Regions from separate parts of the Sus scrofa genome. Here regions 1 and 3 are each linked to region 2. Evidence: chromatin contacts called from public Hi-C and promoter capture Hi-C data. All regions are on one chromosome and are shown on one strand. Each heading gives the region's core, a stretch centred on a gene start, on an enhancer-like site or on the middle of the called end of the contact. The rest is flanking DNA. Distances are from core to core; before and after follow the strand shown.

Evidence for each region. Promoter capture Hi-C pulls out the DNA fragments that hold promoters and counts their contacts. A called contact is a pair of places that touch in the nucleus more often than the background predicts.
Region 1: a Hi-C map of epiblast stem cells shows a contact between it and region 2, with 1.6 times the contacts expected there. The contact joins the promoter of ATF2 here to the promoter of CHN1 in region 2. A contact is called at or near these places in 3 of 47 Hi-C or Micro-C datasets (embryonic fibroblasts, epiblast stem cells and heart right ventricle).
Region 3: a promoter capture Hi-C map of skeletal muscle shows a contact between it and region 2, with 7 times the contacts expected there. The contact joins the promoter of CHRNA1 here to the promoter of CHN1 in region 2. A contact is called at or near these places in 4 of 5 promoter capture datasets (fetal liver, fetal skeletal muscle, liver and 1 more), 9 of 47 Hi-C or Micro-C datasets (alveolar macrophages, epiblast stem cells, fetal liver and 6 more) and 2 of 2 datasets of contacts at active chromatin or transcription factors (alveolar macrophages and skeletal muscle).

The regions. Positions count from the first base shown.
Region 1 is chr15:81,075,089-81,078,920 of Sscrofa11.1, forward strand. ATF2 (cyclic AMP-dependent transcription factor ATF-2) reads right to left here and starts at 1,485. Exons shown (of 14, transcript XM_021075925.1): 1 at 1,291-1,485.
Region 2 is chr15:80,926,224-80,930,219 of Sscrofa11.1, forward strand. It overlaps CHN1 (N-chimaerin), which reads right to left and starts at 1,523. Exons shown (of 14, transcript XM_021076315.1): 1 at 1,317-1,523; 2 at 991-1,186. The coding sequence starts at 1,009.
Region 3 is chr15:80,690,713-80,694,938 of Sscrofa11.1, forward strand. It overlaps CHRNA1 (acetylcholine receptor subunit alpha), which reads right to left and starts at 1,544. Exons shown (of 9, transcript XM_021075437.1): 1 at 1,410-1,544. The coding sequence starts at 1,452.

The sequences.
Region 1 (3,832 bases), core at 235-2,734, 150 kb after region 2:
GTATTTGTCTTCCAGGGCACTTAACCCTGTAGGGATGACTTTTTAACAAGCTTCTCACCTTCATAGTTTTGGATATAGGCTTTAAGATTGTGCCTAGAAAGGTGATTACTGACAATGGTTATAGATTTCTTCACATAGGACAAAAAGTGTGCCCAAAGGAACCGGTTTTTCCTGATTTCAAACATATACATTAAATTTATTTACTGTTGCCGTCTCCAAAACTTAAAATTCCTAAGAATCTGTAACTTTTCACATAATAATTAAGGGATTAGTCACAGGCCTAAGGTTCCTCAGGAGTAATCCCTTTTACTCCACCATATTCACAGTACTTTTGCTCCTGTCCTGACCAGTTTTAAAACTTTTCATTAAGCAAAGACAATTTTATGCTACCTAAGGGAACAAAAATAGTTCCCAGCCCCTCCGCCTTCTCCCTCCTCCTAGCGTCAGTTCAACCAGCGAACACAGAAAACGCACACACACGCGCACACACACACACACACTCGGGCCCGGTCCCTAGGGCATCAATAAAAAGCACAGGTTATTCCCCTACAGAAGCTCTGCAGTCTACCCAGTAAGGTTAAAAAAAAAAAAAATGGGGGAAAATACCAGAATCAATCTGCACCCGCACCTCAGCCCCGCCCCATTGGGAAAATGCAGGGGGTGGCGAGAGTATGAAGGGGCAGAAAGGACAGAAAAGGCAGATACTTCCAGCTCCAGGTTCTTACACCATTTGTTCCACCAGCTTCCACCACAGCCAGAGACCCTGACCCTGTTTTCAGCCGCGCCTCATGATCCTGCCCCCCGCCACCACCATCACATACAGTCCCCAAACCACTGAGTGGGGAGCCCAGAGCCAGCCCTCTTCCTGTTCAATCTAAGGACTGAAGCGGGGGGTCTCCCTGCATCCTCGGCGAATCCGACGTGTGCCCCGGGACCTCTGAACTGACCAAAGAAGGGGAAGCTATATCAGGGGGAGGGGTCTAAGAGGAGCCGTTATTCTTTTCCTCTTCGTTAGGAAAGCGCGCGAGCAGGGAGGGGCCGGAACAACAAATGCCAGTTACCTAACGGTCCAGCCTGGCCGGTCCGGCTCGCGAAGCGGACGCCGCGCGGTCCGCTGAGGTGGCAGCACAGCCACAGCCGCCCCGCGGGCTAGGCACCGAGTCAGGAGCGCCCGAGGTGATGGGAAGCGGGGGGTGGGGACTATGGTGAGCGACGTCGCCATATTAGTGCCTTCTTTCTCCGTATCCCTACAGTCTGCAGTCCTGCAGCCCTCTCCCCATCACCACTCACCTTTCCAAGTCACTAGTTCATGCTTCTTTCAGTGGCTGAGAATACCCGAGCTCAGCGGTGTTTACCAACCACCCCAGGAGGAAAGGGCTGAACCACACTTTAAAGGCCACGGGCTCCCACAGGCTTCCGTCCTCTCTCGCGAGATCGGACTGACAACCCTTCTCTCCGCCCCACTCCCGGCATCCCTCCTTTCTTCTCATGCCCCTCCCCTCCACGCACACGCCCCTTCTTGCTTTCCTTCAGACCAAGCGCCTCCGGGTCAGGTGGTTCCGTGAGGCGTAGGAAAAGGGGCGGGACTGCAGGAGGGCCGGGGTGAAGGGGGCGGGAGCCAAAGACTACTCGACCGCTGGCTATTGGATAAAGAGCCAGATGGGCGGGAAGCAATTCTGGACGGGGCGGGACCAGTCGAAAGAGTGTTGTCTCGGTAACCCAGGAGCTGCAGAAGGGTGATTGGCAGCTGGCTGGAGGCGGGCGCGAGACTGGGGCGCTCAGCAGGTGGCTGCTTGAGGTGGCTAGAGGAGGTTGTTGATGTGCAGGGAGGAAAGGTGAACTCTGGAAAGGCTGCAAGTAGCGGGAGAGAAAGCAGAAGAAGTCATATCCGGGAGCCTGGTATTTCCGTTGCTGTCATTTCCCGACCCTCGGGAGGAAAAAGAGTAAAGCGTAGGGAGGCGTGCACCGAAACCCACCTTCGGGCTACCGTGAAGCCTGTGGGGAGGGGGCGGAGGCAGGGGCGGGGTTCGGTTAAATTGAAGTTTAGAAGAGGCGAAGTTTGCTGGAAATTACCCCCGAGCCCCCATACACGCCTAAGGCGCGAAAGCAAAATGTCAGTTCTGAAAATAAACGAAAAAGCCTTTACTATGAACGGCTTTTGTTCGAATTTACTAAGTTGTAGCTGAAACTGATTGCTCCGGCTCAAAGCGCCCAGCACCGGTGTATGATATTGGCATACAAATATATTCTAAGTAACTTACTAAAAGGAAATATTGTGGCCTTCTACCATGTCTCCATAACTTAAAACAATGGAAGGACTTGTTAATAAGAAAAAATCCTCCATGTTATGGTGTACCTTGTTTTATCAGTTTACTTACTATAGATAAAAATAGATCAATTTTAGTAGCGATAATTTCAAACCTTTAAAACCTCAAAACTCCGTATTAATATTTTAGAGAGGACCAAATGACACCAAATTAGAATATGGCTTAGAAATTGCACTCTTCCACAAATATTAATGCTACCGCTTAGTAGGTTGATGCAATGCCAAGGAAACAGCTGTCAGGCTCTGAAAGTACCTGTTTAAAAAGAAGGGGGGAAGAGCTCCCACCATGGCTCAGCGGTGAGGAGCCCAACTAGTATCCATGAGGACACGGTTCAGTCCCTGGCTTCGCTCAGTGGGTTAAGGATCCCTCCTTGCCATGAGCTGTGTCAGCCACTGATGTGGCTTGGATCCCGTGCAGCTGTGGATGTGGCGTAAGTCATCAGCTGCAGCTTCAATTCAACCAGTAGCCTGCGAATCTCCATATGCCATGGGTGAGGCCCTAAAAAGATAAAAAGCCGGGCGGGGGGGGGGAATCTTTTGATTAACATAAAAGACAAAAGGGACAATGTTTATTGCTCTGCAGTTGACACAGATACACTCCTAAAAACACAAATATTGATTGTTCAATAAATACACACTGGCACTGTTGAAAAGTATGATGGGGCTCCTACAAAAAGTTGCATTATTTTTTAAAAGTGTGTTTTTTTCAATGTTTTGTTTTCCATCTATTAAGTGATGATTTCTAGTCTATAACAAAATTATGAATTAAATTTACACATGAACATAAAATATAATCTCAGAGAGTTCCCTTGTGGCACAGTGGGTTAAGGCTGAGAAGTTTACGTATGAACATAAAATGCGATCTTAGGGAGTTCCCTTGTGGCACAGAGGGCTAAGAGATCCTTGTCAGTGCAGCACCTTGGGTAGGCACAGGTTCATCCCTGGAGTGGGAACTTCCACATGCCACAAGTGCAGAAAAAAAAAAAAACAAAAAAACCCCCAAAACCTCAAACATTATCTCCAAACTCAAGTGAAACTGAAATTGTTGGAAGATTGTGGGGCATAGTATTCGAGAGTTAATGAACCTGCAGTTCAATAATGATATCTGGCATAAGAGTGAAATTGTAATGGCACTGGACTTTTTATCAGGTCTGGCCTGTATACATGTGTGAGCCAATTTACCCCTTCTTTTAAAACTAATTTCAGGGAGTTCCTGTCATGGCTTGGTGGTAACAAACCTGACTAGTATCCATGAGGACACAGGTTCGATCCCTGGCCTCGCTCAGTGGGTTAAGGATCCGGCATTGCCGTGAGCTGTGGTGTAGGTCACAGACACTTCTTGGATCATGCATTGCTGTGGCTGAGATGTAGGCCAGCAGCTACAGCTCCCAATTCTACTTCTTGCCTAGGAACTTCCATATGCCACAGGTGAGGTTCCTAAAAAGCCAAAAAAAACCAAAAAAACAAAAAACAAAAACCTGAAAGGGACCAAATTATTAACACTGT
Region 2 (3,996 bases), core at 273-2,772:
CTGAAGTATTTACATCAAAAAGCACTGTGGTATGTGATGCCTGTAACGTGCTTGATCAAGTGACATTATTAAAATGTAACTGGAAACTTGATATTTTGAGTAACTTACTAAAACTGTCCTTGTAGCTATCAGGTACATATCAGTGTACTTTTCTTCTTTGAAAAACTGATACTTTTAACATCTAAATTTCCCCCTATTTAGTTTTCTTAAAGCAAGGTACACATGTATCATGGTCTGTTTATGTAAAAGAAAATGAAGTATTTTTTCAGTTCTTCTTTCCAACCTATTGTCACTACAAACTCTGGGGGGGGGGAATAAAAACACTTTAAGTCAACCACTGAAACAATGGTGTTACTGTAATTACATTACAGAAGTAAGATTTCTTTCCTAAAATATTCCAAGATATTCTCCTGAAATTACTTATTTTCAGTACGAACTTTCTTCCGTCTGCTCATATTTGTAAGAGCTAACGTTTTCAATTCTAACAAATATTAATGTAAGTGCACCACTTATTCTTGTTTCTAATGGAATATACCGACTCCAAAAAAATCCCCCCAAACCCAACAGGAATCAATACATGCATTTGGCAATTCCACGGGGGGCTGGGATACACAGACATCTTGTTCAAAATAAATAAACTTTCCACGATCTTTATTTACCGACTTGAGAAACACAGGTTTGGAAACATCCAGCTAACTTCGCTCCCAAGTTGGCATCTTCGAGAATCCTCGGTTTACAAAATACCCAGGACCAAAGAGCCTCCCAGCCCAGAATTGGCCAGGGGAGCACACGCCCATCGGCCCTGCCTGGAGAGGAAACAATGGGAGAGGAGCAAGGGAACGAGCCCGGCGCCCGGGGCGCCCCAACTCCGCTGCCCCGGCCGGCAGCCGACACTGCGCACGGCGTCCCCACACCAGGCGCCCCGGCTCCCGCCCCCCAGCCCCAGGGCGCGGCCCACCTGCGGCGGCGTGGGCAAAGGGCTCCACTTACCAAACAGGGTCAGGGCCATTGTAAAGGCGCTTGCCAACTGCTCGCCGCCGCCCGCTGGTCCACGCGCTCCTCCCAGGCCGGCCGGAGATCACCGCATCTGCCCGACACGCTCACACCTCGGAGGGAGCGGGAGTCGGAGGGGCGTGGTGGGGGCGCGGGCGCGCTGGGAGCCTGCAGGCCGGGGGGCAGGGGGCCGCTGCAAGAAAAAGTTATTTACGCGTTATTGTCAGACGCACCCGGACAAGGGGGGACCCGCTAGCCCTCGGCGAGCCGGCACTTGTCACTGCCATCTGTGCACTACGCGAAGCGCGCGCGGGCGCGGGTACCTGCGAGGCGGGAAGGCTTCGCCGCGGTGCAATGGCAGGCGGAGAGGCGGCGCCGCAGTGGCGGCGGCGGCGGCGGCGGCAAGAGGAGCAGCCTCGCAGAGCCCCCGGCGGGGCGCGCTCACTCCGCATCCCGCGGCCTCGCAGACGCCATCTTGCGATAGCGTCTCCCGCTGGATCTGCCGCCGCGCCTCCTCCCGCCTCCCCCTCGAGCGGCGGAGCCCCGTGCGTCCCATGGCAACGGGCGCGCGCGGCGGCCGGGGCCGCGCGCCCCTCCTGCCCCAGGCAGCCCAGGAGGCGGCCTCCTGGAGCGCGGCGGGGCGGGGGTGGTGAGCGATTTAACTGAAATCCTAGGGTGTTTTTCCTTGAGTGGGATTTGTGGAGGCGCTGAGAGGAAAAGAACTGAGCTGTTACTCGAAAGAGGAAGAGTCTCTGGAGGATGCTCTTTGAATGCAAAGACCCAGCCAGGGTCATCTAGGGATTGGGTTCGTTTGAGGATATATCTCTCCCCTGGCGCCTCCTGGGTTAACGGAGTCTGGAGCCCTTGACTAGAAGCTACTGGGCTCTGGGAAGGGAGCCTGGAGTTGAGCAGAGGCACTGAATGTTGCTTTCCTCTCCCTTTGGACTTAGGAGCCATCAGGAGTAGTTCTGGTCAGACTGTCATATGTGAGGAAACAGGAGTTGGTTAAAAAGCTTCTGGGAATATCTAAAGTAATTTGTTACAAGGCCAATGCTTAAACTTAATTTTCTGTTTTTTTACTTTGCACCTCTTTGATATTGTCTTAGGGGAATATAATCAGCATCTCTCACCGACCGGCATGTCTCCTTGACCACAAAAGATTGGTCCCCTGAGCTTTTTGCATTTATCTGATAATCACTGGCAACATTCTTTTTTCTGTGATGTTCTCTGATCGCCTCTGTCTTTGCCTTAATTAAAGAGAAGCCATATAACGCCTTGAGGTTATCAGCAAAAGATGTTCTTGAAAAGCTCGGTTTTGATGGGTTTTGGTCGTTTTCATTTAATGTATTCAAAAAATAAGTATTCTCTAGTTGCTATATTTTTCACTAAAAAAAAAATCCTCCTCCTTTTTTGTTTCTCTGCTTAGGGATTTGATACTATTTTGGTGTCTAATCATGTAGATTTTTTGGTTCTCATTTCTTCCTGGAAGCGTCTTTCCTCTTTCAGTTGCTCAGATTCCCTAAGGTCATTTTCCTCTTCTTTCTACTTTTAAGCTAATTCTTTTAAGAATATTATATAAATATCTTCCATTTAATTTATCTTGAGGATCAAAATCGTTATAAAAATGAAAATTACTACTTCACATAGAGCCACAGTTAATTTCATCATCATTTCACAGCAGACTCAGATCAGAAAAAAAAGAAAAGCAGGTTGGAAGGAGGAGCCAGCCTTTTGTTTCATGTCGGTTAACTCAAGAAAAAAGAAATAGTAAAATAATTCAACATCATTGGGCAAATAGTTAAGATGCTATATGCTTGAAATTTTCTCATGTTGGAAAATGGCTCTCCTTTAGCCACTAATATCAAAATAAATCTGGCAATCCCCAGAATTTTAAATCTTTAATGACAAGGACTCAATTTTGAACAGGCTTTCTGCTCATGAGAAATTACAAACACACAGCTCATGAAGATAAATGAGGAACTCAAGAAAGCTTTCTGGGGCAGATTTTATACCTGTGTAAAGATTGCTGCTAAAATGCTCATAACCAGATAAAGCAGAAACTAAGGACACCATTTATCTCTCAGTCAGAGGTCACCTAATTTCCCTTTGAGGTGCTAATGAAAATACCGTCTCTCTTCCTGAAAAAAAATGTTTATGTACATCCATCACGCACCAAAATTTTTTCACACAATTTTAGAGGGATTACAGATTTTTCCGGGACCTTAGGTTAGCCTCTTTTGTACTCTGTGAAAATTTTTGCCTGTATAATTAAATTTTTTTTAATCCTGCTTTCACATGGAAGCACAGAATTTTGAACAGAAAGGAACCCAAATTCCCCAATATACAGACAAGGAATCTGAGGGTGCAGGGTTCAAAAGAGTTCCCCAAATATATATACCTATATAGTGGCAGAACTAATAGGAAATCTTGGGCATCTGGTGTTCTCCCTGACCACCTCCCCCACCTCCATCCCCCACCAATTTAAAGCCTACATGGTTTGAATTTTAAAAGAAAAATCTGTTTAGTATTAGAAGCATGGTTGCAAGGGCAGTGGGTGGGGGGATGTTGTCCTCAGCCATTTTACATGTTTGTGTCTTCTTAGAGTTTGAGAAGTTGAATTTTGTCCAAAAGAATTTTTCTTCATATGCTCTTCTACTCAGAATGATGTGTCCAATCAGACTAAGGGAATAAAAGTGCTTTTTTCTGCTAAGCTCTCTTAGAGAGGTAATTGAGCATCAAGGTTGTGGTGCTACAGCTCAGTTTGTTGGTAACTGTCTCTGTATTTGGAGGGATATGCTAGGGGTGATTCGGAGGGAAATGAACAGTCCTGTGCTCAGACTTACCCTCCCATTGTCCATCCAAGCTTTGGTTACTGAACCAGCTTTGCATTCACTAGTTGTGGCTGTTCACAGCTGAATCCTAGTGGCAGACCCAGCTTGAGCAGGTAGGGATTATCTTCCTCTCCCCTTCCTCTTTTCTATGCAAGTCTTAGCACTCCCACAC
Region 3 (4,226 bases), core at 294-2,793, 240 kb before region 2:
CAAAAGGACTTCTGTCCTGTTAACAGTCACCTTGGGTAATTCTTATCTCAATCTTGCTACCTTTGCAATTTCGGGCTGTGTTTTCTGACTGTGCATATCACAAATGGAGTCTGATCACATTCCAAAGTCTATAAATTAAGTGACTTCAGGCAGGGCAGTTCATGTCTTTAGGTTCTATTTCCTTATAGTAAATAACTAAAGATATTGGATTGCTTCACTCGCTCAAAACTTCTGTGAACCATCTATATGAAAAGACACCAGAGAACCCTAGGCTTTATCTAAATACATATCACATACTGTAAAAATATCTAAACATGCATTTTTGGAGGTCTTTGGTGTCCTAAGAGATCTCTTAAGGATTTTTACATGTAAATATATCACTCAAGAATATCTATTGAGTGTACTGTTTATGAACACAACACACACACACTCACACATACACTCACATACCCTACACACACCCTCATCACCACCAGGCCAGTGTCAGTTGGATCCAGTCCAAATCCCACAGGATATAATTTATCAGAGTTTAGGCTATTCCCCTCAACTCTGTTATTGAAAAAACATTAATAATAAAGCTCATCACTGCTTTCGCCCGGAAGACCTGTGTTTGTCAGAGCAATATTAGAGAAGAGAAATCCACAGAACATCAGCCGCCTTGTTTCTCAGTTGTGCTGATATCACCAGTAAACTTTTACATGAAGCAATCTATCTATTTCCCCTTACCGGAAGTTTGGGATTCAGGCTAGGGTTTCAGCTGCTGTGTTGTGACACATTTCAGAGTTGAATGCAGGTCAAGGGCTGTGTAAGTTTTTATGGTTTCAATCCAAAGCCAAACCTACACACAGTCATGTCCTTTTTTTAAAAAAAAAAAAAAAAAGTAGGCAGGAATGCATTCCTATGGACTTTTTAACTTCAGAAAAGAAAATATTTCAGCTCTCATGGAGAGCGTTTAGTTACAGTCATGAATAGGTTTCTCCCTCCGGCATGTGGAGCTGTCAATCAATTGACTTCATTTTCAAAATTCTCCTAGAGCCATAAAAGGATTTCTGAACCATTTTGCTTGTGATTGTAAGTTGCCTTTCTAAGTCTTTATAATTGGTCAAACACGACCACAGCTCCTGCTGAATCTAATGATATGAGTGACTTGGATGCCGGTCTGATGAAGGGAGAGACTTGCATGTCTACATTGTAGCTCTTGACCAGGCAGCTCCAAATTTGACCAAATAACCCCAACTAAAAACCTTTATCCACAAACCCAGTCAAACCAACATCGGTGAGAAACTGACAGAGCCACCTCAGGCTGGGGAAGCCCTGCAATTTTGTGTTCCCATCAAAGATGCAAGACTCTGGTTTGGGGGCTTCTAGTGCTTTAGCCTCAAAGGAGCGCCCCCAGCCCTGGCCCTTACCTGAGCAGAGGCTGAGGAGCAGGAGGAGTGCCGGGGGCTCCATGAGCTGGTGGCGAAGTGGTGGCCTGTGCTGCTCGCTGACACTCTGGCCGGACACTTGGCTGCTGGAGGGTTTGGAAAGTGAGTTGGCTCAGCCGAGCTATTGTTTTACACCACCTGTTTGTAGCTGTGACAGCTGGACTGCCCGGAGCCCTGGAGCCAGGGGCTGAGGTCCTTACATTACCACAGGGTGTTCCCTTCACATAACTGCTGTACCTTTGACAAGTTGAGTGTGAACTGCACTGTGTTTTAAAAGCACCATGAATCCAGTCTTGATTTAAAGTAAAACCAAATTTTTTTTTTTTTTTTGTCTTTTAGGGCCACACTGGCGGCACATGGGAGTTTCCAGGCTAGAGAATGAATGAGGACCTGTAATTGCCAGCCTATGCCACAGCCACAGCAATGCTGGATCCTTAACCCACCGATCAAGGCCAGGGATCGAACCCACAACCTCATGATTCCTAGTTGGATTTGTTAACCACTGTGCCACAACAGGAACTCCAAGAATGAATTATTTTGAATGGTGAGCAACCCCCTCCCTTTTGTGTAAAGCAGAACCTCATCTGTGTGGATTAGTCAGGGTCACTCAGTCTGAGTGGATCATCAGCTGTGTGTGTGAGACACTGGTCATCCTAAAGCACAAAAGTCCACATTCTACAAAAAGGAAAATTTACTCACTTTGCTTCCCCCTTGGCTGAGAAATGCCTGGGGTTTTTGTAACAGAATGAATGGCTTTGAGAAGAGTGTAGTTGGTGCTGAAAGGGCTGCTGGAGAGAATTCCATGTCTGATCGGGTTTGGTTTTAAACCACGGCAGCTTCTTCCATAAAACTGGTTTTATGGTGGCCCCTGGAGTGGCTGTTCCAACCCTCATCTCTGTATTGGCAATACCTATCCCATGGTGCCCCATTAGCTGCAGCAAACAGCCCACCTCCCACGTCCTGTTATTCAAGTGAAAAGTAATTAATGGGAAAAGTGTCCCAGCGCATAAGCGCTGTTCCAGGCTCCTACTTCCTTCCATTGCTCCTCTGCCTACTCTCACTCAGGGAAGCAGGGAACGGGGGGTTCAGCTTTTCAGTTGCTTTGTCTAAAAAAGTCCCCAATGCCAGCAGTTAGTAATTGCTCAGCCTGAGAAGTATTTTTCACCAAAACAGGGAAAAGAGCAGTTATTTAAAGACACCCAGCCTGTTCCTTCCTCACTTCCTTCTCAGCCTGAATCAAAGGAGGAAGGTCCCTCACTGCAAGCCCGAGAACGGCGTCCTGGCCAATTCCCTTATTCCTGTGAGTCCAAGAAACAATTAGGGAGAGGGCTTGGAGTGTGGTGGAGAGAGATGGAGTCTGCATGATTTATACACTTTTTGCTTTAAATTCTGGGAGATCCCTAACTGTCTATGGGGGAAAAAAAGGTTTTCTCCCTTCTTGGCATAGCACTGTGAGTGCAAAGGCAGGAATACCTCCTGCCACCTTGCCCCTTATATCTAGATGGAGCCATGGATCAAGTTCTAGAAAATGAAATGTAAGGGAAATTTTATGAGCCCATTCTCCCATTGCAGCCTCATCTCTGACTGACTGGGCTGCGTGGACATGACTCTTAGGGTGACCTTGGAAACCACATGTGGTAGGGGGCTTTCCTTTGGACATCCTGAACTTTTTTTTTGTAATATTACTCAATGAATTGATTATATTTATAGTTGTACAAGGATCATCACAACCCAATTTTATAGCATTTCCATCTCAAACCCCCAGTGCATCCCCTCCACCCCCCAACCTCTCTCCTTTGGAAACCAAAGTTTTTCAAAGTCTGTGAGTCAGTATGTGTTCTGCAGAGAAGTTCATTGTGGACATTCTGAATTCTTGAATGACTTGAGGGAGGAGGGCACCCCACTGGCATGGTCATCACCCAGATTTTATGAGCGAGAACAACACTTTTACTGTGTCAAGCCATTGAAATCCTTGGGCCTATTTGTACAGCAGCTAGTGTTATCGTTATTCATACAAAATTTACTCCCTTGCACTGGGGATCCTGAAATATGTAGCACAGTGGAGGAAGGGCAATAAAATTGCTATTGGAGACTGAAAAGATGAAGATAATATCAAATTACTTAATAAAAGCATTGTCCTTGATTACTTCATGAGCAAAGTATCTAACAAGCCTCTAGAAGAGGCTGGAAAACACAAAGCCAGTGTTAGTTCCTATTGGCTTTGCTTAGCAAGTCTGCGCAAGGAAGAGTCAAGCTCAAACAACAAGTGGCTGGTTCAAGAACAAAACTGAAAGGGAATAGAATGTGCCCAGAAATCTAGAGCCTTCTGCTTTGAACCCTAAGAGTAAGTGGTAACACAGAAAAAAAGGCTTTCAGCAACAAAAGCTGGTTAGCCTTAAGAGCCATTTAAGGCTGCTCGCTTTATGCTCAGGCCCATTTTCCCCCCTAGAGGCTTCAAGATGGTTTCCATTAAGTGGGAAGAAAGAAGCATTAGGGGTTCAGATGCAAAGACGTAAATCAGGCTTGAGAATTATGTCTGATAAAGAACCCTAGGTGTGCATACTGGCACATGAAAATGACTGCAAAGAAGTATTTCAGAAGCTTACTAAATATCTGGAGGAATTGTATGGCCAAAGAACTCAGACTGCAAAGCTTTGGTTGCTCAAGACTTGAATTCAGTCCTTGGGTGGATGAAACGCATGGCAGAAAGGCTACAGCACCTGCAGTGTCCACCAGAGGGCGCTATCCATACCACTCACCTCACAGGTAGCCTTGGACTTCATGGAGGAGGAAGAACCC